Linked DNA regions of Mus musculus: region 1 is linked to region 2. Evidence: chromatin contacts called from public Hi-C data. All regions are on one chromosome and are shown on one strand. Each heading gives the region's core, a stretch centred on a gene start, on an enhancer-like site or on the middle of the called end of the contact. The rest is flanking DNA. Distances are from core to core; before and after follow the strand shown.

Region 1 (5,361 bases), core at 2,426-4,925, 180 kb after region 2:
AGGACAAGGATTCAACTAGCCTAAGATCCCACAAGTAAGGGGAACCTCCTGAAAGCCATTTCCTAAATGGACTGAATCATTGGCATTTTTGGTATGGCATGGGAAGAAAGCCCCCAATAAATACTGAAGGGAAAAAATAAGGGTAAAAAACAAAATGAAACAACATCTGTGGTATGGAGGCCAAGAAAAAAACGAGGAGGTGTGGTCTGCTGCCACATACTATGGAGCAGAAAGAGTTGAGGACTGAGAAATGTGCACTGGATTAGCTAGAGTTCTGTGACCTTGGCAAGCAGAAGCCAGTTCCCAGAGGTTCTGAGAAGATCCTCAGGGAAGAAAAGGAACCCCAGCAAACCAAGAAACTGTGGGGTAAAAAGAATGCGGCAGGGCAGGATGGAGGGGACACAGGAGGGGATGTAAGGTGAAGGAAAGGATGGTGGCAATGTTGGCCATTCTTGTTCTTTAGATTATTAGGTCTTTAGATTATAGGAAATGATATAAAGTCTGAAAGGAAGGGGCCAGGGGAGTCAGGGATACAGGACAGTCCGTGACTAGGACAAAGGAGATAGAGAAGGGATTAACCTTAGACTAAGTCCCCTAAACCTGAAGGTGTGGAGTTAGGGTTGTAATTAAAGGTTTCTTAGATAAACACAGGTCATTTGCTGAGAGAGCAGGCAGGGAGATGGGTTAGTGACTAGTTGAAGGAACATGAAGAAACCTTGGAGTAACTGCCAGGGGGGATGTGAGAAACTGCTTGACAGTAACAGGCCTTCCGGGGTCAGAAACAGTGCTGGGTGTTGATTCTGTTTTATCATTTGCTTTGACCATCAGTAGGGGTGGAGTAGGTTAGTCTATTATGAGTATATCAGTTATTTTTGCCTGAGAATGATAGGAACACTAACCCTAAACCTAATCCTTACCCTGACCCTGACCCTAACACTTACAACTACCCCTACCCTTACCCTTAAGCCTACCCCAACCCCAACCCCAACCCCTAACTCTACCCCTGGTTGGAAAATATCAGTTGCTTAAGCATGAAAAGAAGTTGAGTTTTTTCTTCTGTCAAAGTCTTCATGGCTAATAAGTCCAGAGCAGAGTTTCATGGTGTCAGGAGTCCACGTTGCTCTTTCTTTGCCTTTTTCAGGATTTGGCTTCCCCATGGTTCAGTGTGTTTTTCTAACCCCATCCACTTTGCATTCTAGCAAGCAGAATGAAGTGTCAGAGAAGAGGTTTGGCTATTTCTAGAATCCACTGGCCACAGTTTAGACCTGTGGCATAACTAGCCAGCTACAGGGGAAGTTAGCAAGCATAGTCTTTATTACAGGCATACGTGTTCCCTCTTTTCAAGGGAATCCATGAGACACCAGTGCCACTCCCACAAAGAAAGGGTCAATTACTGAAGCTTAAATAAACCACTTTAATATTTAAAGCAGTTCGACTCTTTACCTACAAAAGAAAACACGAATTACTATAACAAGCAGAGTTGGACCAAAGGAGTGAAAGCCTTACGAAAGGGTCTGAGTGCTGTAAGAGGGGGTTTGCATCTCCGCTAAAACCAGGGGAAAGAGGTATGCTGAGCTGGCCAGATGTAAGATCTCACAAAGTCAGTCTTTGTTCTTTTGGACTGGGGTGCTGAGGCAACCAGAACAGCTCTATCATTGTGCTAGGATAGCTCAGAATAGTTCATTTCTCCAATGTGCAAAGGAAGAAACCTGAAACCCAGGCCCTGTAGTGAGTAGTTGGCAGACATCAACCCTATTCTACTGAGTTTGGCCTCCCAGGCCCAAGTTCTTTCCTCTACCTCCTCATTACTCTGTGATGTCAAAGGGGTGCGCATGACCAGAGTGGGAGCAAGCACCCCCTTTCAGTCCCTCCCACACCTTCCTCCACTGCAGTGGTCAAGGGCCAGCAGGATGGTTTTCCCTTACAGAAGGATGTATGGAGTTGTATTAGAATACTGAGTGTGGATGGGTCATGCTTAGCTGCAGAGGAGAAGCAGTTTACAGAACCCTTGTCAACACACGGGAAAGGGATGACCACGTGGCCCACTGTGGAGAAGTGACAAAGACTCTAGAGCGAGAAGAATGTAATGTTCCTTGTAAAGGAGCAGATGCCGATTGCTAGGCACGAGTCTATTTTTATTGCACAGATTTATTTTCTGTCTTTAGCTTTTTGGATAGTTTGTGCATGTATCTAGAACAAAAGACACAGAGAGTGAACAGTGACAAGTCTGTCTGTCTTTCTGCATGCTCTGCCCAATATTGCCTTTCTCCAGGCAATGGCTAGGACAGAATCTACCTTCTCTCACCCTTTTTCTCTCTCCCTGCTACAAGCACAGGAACTTCAGGTTGAATTCTCTTCACTTGCTAATAATGCAGGCCGTACTAATACAGCAGGATTGAAATATAGCCCCCCCAAAATCATCAAAGACAGAAGGTAAATAGATAGATGATAAATAGATAATAAATAAGTAGATGATTAATTGATAGATAGATAGATAGATAGATAGATAGATAGATAGATAGATAGATGACTGGCCTTATTGCTGTAAGATTTCCTTCCTTCTCGAAAGCCCCATTCCTGGTGCAGTTGGAAATATTTGATCTTGCCAATTAAAGACCTTAGCTTCTTAAGAAGTTGGTGGCTCAAGCCTTTAATCCCAGCACTTGGGAGGCAGAGGCAGGCGGATTTCTGAATTCGAGGCCAGCCTGGTCTACAGAGTGAGTTCCAGGACAGCCAGGGCTACACAGAGAAACTCTGTCTCAAAAAAACAAAACAAAACAAAACAAAAAAACAAAAAAAAAGGAAAAAGAAAGAAAAAAACCATTCCTTTTTTCCTTTTCAAAATGTCTCTCTCACTGATTTTGCTGAGGAAATTATTCTCTCTGTACTTTTTTGACCTACATGGATTCAGTTACTTCCTGCTTCAGCCATAATTACAGCTTTCCATAGTAGAAGATGAGCCTTGCATACTTTCCTCCCGTGTATCCTGTCTGACTCCATCGTTAACCCTCTGGACCTCAGAGCAAGCATGGGCCCCAGGATCTGGAAACATGGTACAAAGCTTTGCTTGATAATTCTCAGAGTTTCATTGATCCATAATTGCCTACTACTGGAGGGTGGGGATCGGGGAGAGAGGGTTGACACCTCCTCATATTGTTGTGCCCTGAGTCCACCTGAAACCCAGATAAGCCCAAGAATTGCAAAGTCCGCTGCAACTGGCTGTTTCAAGTTCAATCTCTGTTCACCTCCCCGCACTCACCGCATGAATGCTGGCAAGCGAACCTGAGTCCAGAAAACATTGGGTTTATATACAGTATAGTTAGGAATAGTGTGACTATTCACAGAAAAGGGGAGTAGAGGGTGGAATAGTACGGAAGCAGGGGTGGGGGGTTAATGGGTGTCTGTTCAAGGACTTTTTTTTTATGGCCAGTCATAACTGTGATCTGACCTCTGTTTAGCTTTTTTGCCATGGTCTCCCTTGAGCTTGTTATTTCTCTAAGGTCTAGGACAGGCACCTGGAGTTCTTATCAGCAGGAGTGTTGGTTTTTGGAGACACAGAGGCGGGGAGAAGGTCTCAGAATGTCCTCATTATGGGTCGTGCCATTCTAACGCTAGGAGGGGGAGGGAGCCCCAGGCTGCTGCAGGAGGATGCAGCACAGAAACCAGCTGTCTGCAAATCCTGCTTGCCTGGGCGGGGGAGAGGGGGAGCCTCTGGCAGGGAACGCAGAGGCAAACTGTACTGTCTGTACAACACTGAAGTCTCTCTAGTATCAGTAATTCAGGGGTTACAACAGTATCAAGCCTCCACCCCCAAATCTGGGTTAATTCTGTGTTCACTTTTAATCTTCCAACTCCCTGCCTGTTACTCAAACATTTATGCCTCTTTCCCGCCATGGGGAATTGGTACAGGCATCGTTGCTTCTTGTGTTTGGCGTGGCTCTACCTATGATCAGGGGAAATCCTTCAGGTTCAGCCTTGCTGGGACATAAGAGTATATTTTGTTTCAACAGGCTGTTTTTTGTTGATCGAAATCACTTGATTTCAAGCTTTTGTCTTCCCCTGAAATAAAAGACTCATCACTTGGCTGGCTTTCTCTGTACTCACGGAGTTAGCGAACCATGGGGACAGGAGCTTATGGGAAGGCAAATACATTGGCCTACTATGTCACACATATTATCTCTGTGTATCAGCACATCCCCAGAGCCAGCAGAAGGGAAGCCAGCATCAATACCACAACTGCTGCTTAGGTGTCAGGTACAGTCACATCCACCTTGAGTGCAAACGTCAGTGGACTCCACGTGAGCCTGATCAGAATGTTGCCACCATCCATCTCTCTCTACCCATCTACTCTGGTTCAAACGAGTCATGCTCCGTTGCTCTTGGCTCCACATCCCACCTATCAGCTGTCAGTGTTGCTAAAGGGCCCTTTCTAATTTCACAAAGCCACTGTGGGCCCACATTAACCTTGCCACGACAACCCTAGGCACTCTACCTATCTATCACCTGGATCTCTGACCCAGTACCTCCTACTTCCCTGTCTGACCTACAATATACAAAGTAGCCTACAATATACAAAGTGTCTGTCTGGCACTCTGCAGTTTCCCTACTTTGCATCCTGCATCTTCCTTTGATGTGACTCTGCCTCATTTCCTCATCTCCCTGTCACCCTCCAAGCCTGCCCGCCTTACTCTGCTGCAGCCATACTGCAGTCTTCCTGTCAACCATGGCACTCATTTCTATGACAAGCTCTTTGCATGTTTCCTCAGATGTCTGCCATTGTCCCAGGTCACCTCCCCTACAGCCCTTAGTTACTGTAACTGCATTGCTTTATTGGTTTATGCCTTTGTCAGCTCTTACTTCCCTTCATGGGAAGCAACCTTCTGAGAGCCTCTGCTTGGCCTTTTGCCACCATATTCCTAGCCTGGCACACAGTGGACAGCAGTACGTACTCTGGACTGGAACTAATTTCAAGCAGAGGAAAAGGGAAACAGATAAAGATTACTTTATTGTGCTGGGAATTGAAGCCAGGGCCTTGTGTATGCCAAAACTTCACCTCCGAGTTCTATCCCTACCCAAAAACAATGTTTTTTTTGAAACACACACACACACACACTCATAAGACTAATGGCTAGCATTTTATTTCTCTGTTCAGACATGCTAATCTCTGCGTGAAGCAATTGTGGGGATAGTGTGCTCTCTGGGCAAGGAACTTGGCTGGGTGACAACTAGTTGTCTATAAGGCAGCATCTTAAGATAACCAGGTCAGATCAAGTAGACATTGGTCATCACGGTGATCAGCTGTCTTTGCAGGAGTAAAGTCTGAATGGTTCCTATGTGCTTTGCAGTAGACCACCCACTGTT
Region 2 (5,407 bases), core at 1,089-3,588:
ATTGGTCTGAAAAGCACTTTAAAAGCCACATTAAACCCACTGAAAGCTGGCTTGTCATTTATAATCACCAGGACAAACGATTCTGAAAAGTGTCAGTGGTAAGTGACTTTCCTCAGGCAAAATAAAATTACAAAACAAAACAAAATTACTTCTGTTTGTCTGTTTTGAACAATTTCTGAGGCTGCAGTTGAGTTTTTATGGTATAAATTTTGTAAGTTTCCATTTAGTGTGCTTCGGGTGTGTCTTTTAGAGCAAACATCTCTAACTACATGGAAGTTGATGAGAAAAACTAGCCCTGCATTTGTTTTGAGAGCAAACACACACAGAGCTAGCTCTGGGCATAACTCCTGTCTCAGGCTCCCTGGTATGACATCCTCCTCTCCCGTGCAGCCAAACAACAATGGCCAGTGCCTGGGACTGTGAAGACAACAGCAGCTGACTGACTTCGAATCTGTCATTCTATGCAACTGCTCAGAGGTTTCAGCTGTGCTTAAGTTTTCCAGGATTTACAGTGATATCGGGTTTTGTTTTATTTTATTTGTTGCATTAGTGATAAACAAACATATTCTGTTTATGATGCTTTCTTTTTTCTTCAATATTAATTTAATAATAAATTAATAATTTAACAATTCTATTATTGACTTAATAATAAATAAATTTTATTGTTTTATAAATATTTACCTTTATAAATATTTATATATTGTAATAATAATCAGACTAAGATGTTTTTCTACTTAATCTGTTCCCCTCACTTTTTGAAATTAAAAATAATAAAGAATGTTTTTGCAACAAAAAATGGATTGATACTTTATGAATATGGGAAGAAAACCAATGTGGACAAAACCTTTGCCGTATTTGCCAAAGTTTTTCACAAACACAGAAATTGTAAAGCCACTGTTCATTTCTAATAGAAGACCAATGTATGTTCCATTCTTTTCTTCAAAAAGCACATTAATGAAAATAAAAGAAGGGGCCTGCAAGATGGCTCAGTGGTAAAAGCAGTTGCTGTATAAGCAGGAAGTTACTGGTTCTAACCCCCAGCACTCATGTGAGAAGCTATATACCCAGTGTTGGCTTGGGGGACACAGGCAGGTGGACCCCAGAGTTTGTGGGGCAGCCAGACTAGCTGAACCGGTGAGCAAGCTTCCAGTTCAGTGAGAAACCCTGTCTCAGGGGACTTAGGAGATATCAGCATACCCTGGCCGCCACGTGCGCACACACGGACACAAGCACACTAAATAGGTAAGTACACAATAAAACAACTTTCTTACACTAGGAGATTATAGCATTAGTGTTATTTTTAATTTCTTTATTGTTACGATACAAAATTTAATCAAAGATATTTTCTTTCTGGCTGTTGCCCCTTGCCTCGTTTTATGATTATTTTCAAAAGTAATTTGTCATATGGAGGGAGGGGCTGTTAAAAATGATGAATTGTATATCAAACATCAGTCCAGAGCTCAATGCACACAACTTTTGCCTTTGTAACTCCCTGACTCTTTCCCAAACTGCCGAGTCCTCCACTCTCCATCCTTCACCTCAATTGGTATTAGAGATTGTTCCTTGACTTCCCTTCCTAAGTTCATCTTCCATCTGCCTCCCAAATTTGCTCAGGTTGAAGAGAGCTGAGCTATGAGTCTGAAGAATTAGAAGTCAGTTTTCCACGGAGCAAGAGCCTTGGCATCCAGGACTCACCTATCCACCTAACGCTGAGCTGGCTCAGGCCAGCATGAGAGGGTGGAGAGCCAAAAGCACAAAGCCTGCTTGGCTGTGACTGTCATCAGCCATTTCTCCCCAGGAGCTCTCAGCAGCCTGTCTGATGAAGGCATCCAAGAACACATTTTTTTTTTTTGAGATGCAAAATTAATCAGCCCTGCCTGGAGCTGATATGCCTCCCACCCTCCATACCCAGGTCCCAGCCTGAACATTAATCTCCCACAGAGAAAGGCATGTCCCCTTCCAAAGCTTGGGCTCCTAGACCCGTTCAGCCCAACGCCATTAACTCTAAACAAGTGATTCAAATCAATAGAGAGCATATTTCCCACCCAAATTTGGCACTGGATGATACTGCTGTTCACTCTGTGAAGGGTCTGTGTCATCTACTGATGATTCATTACGTCATTAGATGCTATATTTTCTCCACACTGATGATGGGGGAAAGCTATTACATTTATTTTTCATTTTCACTTAGCTGAATATAATGAATTCCACTGATGGCCTATTTCTGTAATCCACCAATCAAAGGAAACTGTAAAGTTCACCATAGTAACAGCTCAGTGTCAGCAGCCCGTGTGAGAACCACACTGCATTAGAGGTGCTGGCCAATCACGGGGCGCGGTTATATTCCCGTCTCATAGCAACCAAGAGATCTGCATGGCAACATCAGTTGCTATATGAAAGAAAGATTAGGGACCATATTCTGTTAGCAAGAAATAAAGGTATTAACTGTTAAGTCATAGTTGAGTCACCGTTGTGAGGGCTCGTTCTAAAATAGCTACCTAAACATAGCTGAGATCACACCTGCCACATCTCGGAGTCCTGTGCTGAGGAACGTACCCGCTCCCACCGGGATGAACCACCTATGGAGTGACAGGATGTCTGAGAGACAAACAGCTTGTGAACAGAGAGCTGCTGGGGTCTGGGGCGTCCTTTGAAACTTGAATGCTCACAACAGTGAAGTATATTTGCTGATGCAGTACAGAGAAATCATTGCATTTAAACCCGTGTGGGAGATGGGGTGGATGTTGTTCTCAGTTTTCCTTCTGTCTCTTTTCCACCCATTTCACCCACCTTCCCCATCTTGGTAATGGCAACACAATTCCTTCTGTTGCTTTGGACGAAGCATATACTATGTTTCTCACATCCACACACAGCCCATCCACAAACATCTTTAACGTACAACTTGAGTCCAATCACGTCACCTTTGCCTCCATTCCTCCCTTGGTTCAATTCACTGTCACCTCCCACCTGGACGCAGTAGCCTCCTGATGTGTTTCTCCACTTCTTGCCTGTGCTCCCTGTAGTCTATCCTCAACACATCAACCCACTAAACACCCAGTGCTTGGCCCAGAACTTTCTAATCACTTACCATTCAATGTTCATGGAAAATCCAAGTCTGCAATGCCTTTTACAACTTCCTGCATCTACCCCCCCCCCCCCCCCGCCTTCACAGCTGCTGCTGCTGTGCTTCCTCCCGCCCCCTTCTTCTAACACACCCCAGGGCCCTTACGCTAGCTATCTCTTCTAGCACATTCTTTCTCAGAGATACTTGTGGTTCATCATTTTAATTTTTTTCTCTTCTATTGTTTACACAAATATAACTTTCTCAGTGATTTTTTTTCTGGTCTATTTTAATACTGTACTCCCTGCCTTCACAGCTTTTTCTGGCATGTAGAGCAATACCTGACTACTAGGACACAGTCCCTAAGCACCCGAACAGTAGTAAAGGAAGCATTTCTACAGATAAGACCGCAGGTGTATGAAGCCGATCAGGCTAAGGCTCTCAGAACACATTGAAGCCACACTTGTGAGTCTTCTGTGTTCTGCTGTCTCTGCCACAGCCTGTTTTCTTTACTGGTTCTAGTGAGTGCCATGTCAGCTCTGACTCCCCAGGAAGAGAGAAAAAAACCACTGGGCTAACAGGCCTGCTGTGGGCATAGTCACCAAAAGATAGGAGAGTGGGAAGGGCTAGCCCTAAATGTTGGTAACCTCCGCTCTCTCTAGACTGCTTCTCTTGAATGTAGAAACAATCCATTTGACCACTTGGCACTCCCATCTCATTGTTTAGCTCAAAACAAAGATTTAAATGGAATTTTCACTCTGCTACACTTTTAAAAAATCGTTCTCACATGTTTGTCCCCGTGGCCGCAGAGTTGTATTAGGTACATGGTGCATGTCTAGCTGGGGAAAAATAGGGGGAAAAAAATCAATCATCAAATATGGGGTTTAGTCTCCACAAAGAATCATTTTGATGTTTCCAGAAGCTTTCCAGTACTGCGAGACTATGTGGACCAATGGCTTTCAATTAAATCACAGTGAAAACTCTTCGTGGCATAGACGCATTGTCCACCCTGTCTGCACAGCAGAGGATAAGAAGGGAGGATGGAGGATCAAGCAACTTGTAGGGGAGTAAGAACAGGGCAGGGAGGATTAGGAAGGCAGCAGCACTGCTCTGCAGCCGACCTCACTGTTTGGGAAGTGCTGTGGATGCACCCACCAAAGAGCACCAAGAGAGGACAAGGACAGAAGCAGCAAGGACAAGGACCACAGCCTCCACTGGAGTATTTGCAGTGATGGGCATTTTGCTAAGTGCTTTATACAGCCTTAGATTTAAGCCCTTCCCCCAAGCCGGAGGGAAGTAGTTACATTCCGTGTCTTTAGAGGAGACCCAGAGAAACTGATGGTGCCACAGGACTCTACCACATAACCAAGTGGCACGGATGCCACATTTGCCAGGTTATTCTCATTCCCACCTGTTCCATTAAACCGCTGCTCTTCAATAAGAATGGCTCATATGAGCTGAACAGAAAAGTATACAAAGGAGCTAACCTAGAAAATAGGTGTCTTAAACGAGGCTGGAGAGGCAGCTCAACCGGTACGATGCTTGCTGCACAGACGTGAAAACCTGAGTTTAATCCCCAGAACCTTAGAGAAAACACTGGACATGGTGACACACAGGTCAAGGCAAGTTGACAGACTTTGCTGGCCATCAGCCTAGTCTGCTCGGCAAACCCTAGGTTCAGTGAGAGATCCTGTCTCACAAAACAAAGGTAAAAGATTAAATAATGACATACAAGGTTGTCCTCTGGCCGCCATATGTACATGCATACATGTGAACATGCCCACCCACACACCAAGCATGCAGAACCACATGTGGAAACAAGACACATGCATGGAAACCCTGTGGGAACCTAGCCCACAGCCCAGCTCTTCAGCTCAGAAGATGACACTATCTCCCCCTCATCGCTCACCACAGCACGAGTTACATATTCCCAGAAATGAATGCTAAGGCCCTGCCCAAAAGTGTTCTTACAAAGGCTGTGGAATAATTTGTTCTGTACTCTCTTTCCTATTGACATAAAATCACAAGGGAGATTTTTCACTCACCAGAGAATCTGGGAGGCCAGCTCCTTCCACTTGAGGGATGAGGGTCCAGGGTTTCAGAGGCACCAGAAGCAAATGGAATGGGGGCCTGAAGTGTGGAGCTGAACTTCTGACCCAGCAGGCAGGAATAGGCTCTGTTATGCAACTATCATCTCCTCCCTTCAGTGTTTTGACTCAGAGCACATTTAAACCTCAGCATGGGGTAGGAAGGATGAAAGACCTTTTATGGATTCTTGAATTATAACAACAACAAAAAAATCCTCGCGGGGGCAATATGAGCAAAGCATACCACTACATGTGCATG

Evidence for each region. Hi-C and Micro-C count contacts between places; a contact is called where the count stands out from the background.
Region 1: a Hi-C map of cortical neurons shows a contact between it and region 2, with 2.5 times the contacts expected there. The contact joins two enhancer-like sites. A contact is called at or near these places in 1 of 39 promoter capture datasets (hippocampal neurons), 11 of 484 Hi-C or Micro-C datasets (the AML12 cell line, bone marrow-derived macrophages, cerebellum and 6 more), 2 of 115 datasets of contacts at active chromatin or transcription factors (embryonic stem cells and neural progenitor cells) and 1 of 9 other capture datasets (embryonic stem cells).

What each region holds. Positions count from the first base shown.
Region 1 is chr11:21,160,221-21,165,581 of GRCm38.p6, forward strand. No RefSeq gene overlaps it. Among named protein-coding and RNA genes, the nearest start is that of Peli1, 72 kb to the left of the region's middle. Within about 2 kb of position 3,676, at least 55 of the 459 cell types and tissues checked have an H3K27ac peak or open chromatin away from gene starts, as enhancers often do. A contact at or near this core is called in cortical neurons and hippocampal neurons, where this site is marked.
Region 2 is chr11:20,985,608-20,991,014 of GRCm38.p6, forward strand. No RefSeq gene overlaps it. Among named protein-coding and RNA genes, the nearest start is that of Gm46273, 71 kb to the left of the region's middle. Within about 2 kb of position 2,339, at least 49 of the 459 cell types and tissues checked have an H3K27ac peak or open chromatin away from gene starts, as enhancers often do. A contact at or near this core is called in cortical neurons and hippocampal neurons, where this site is marked.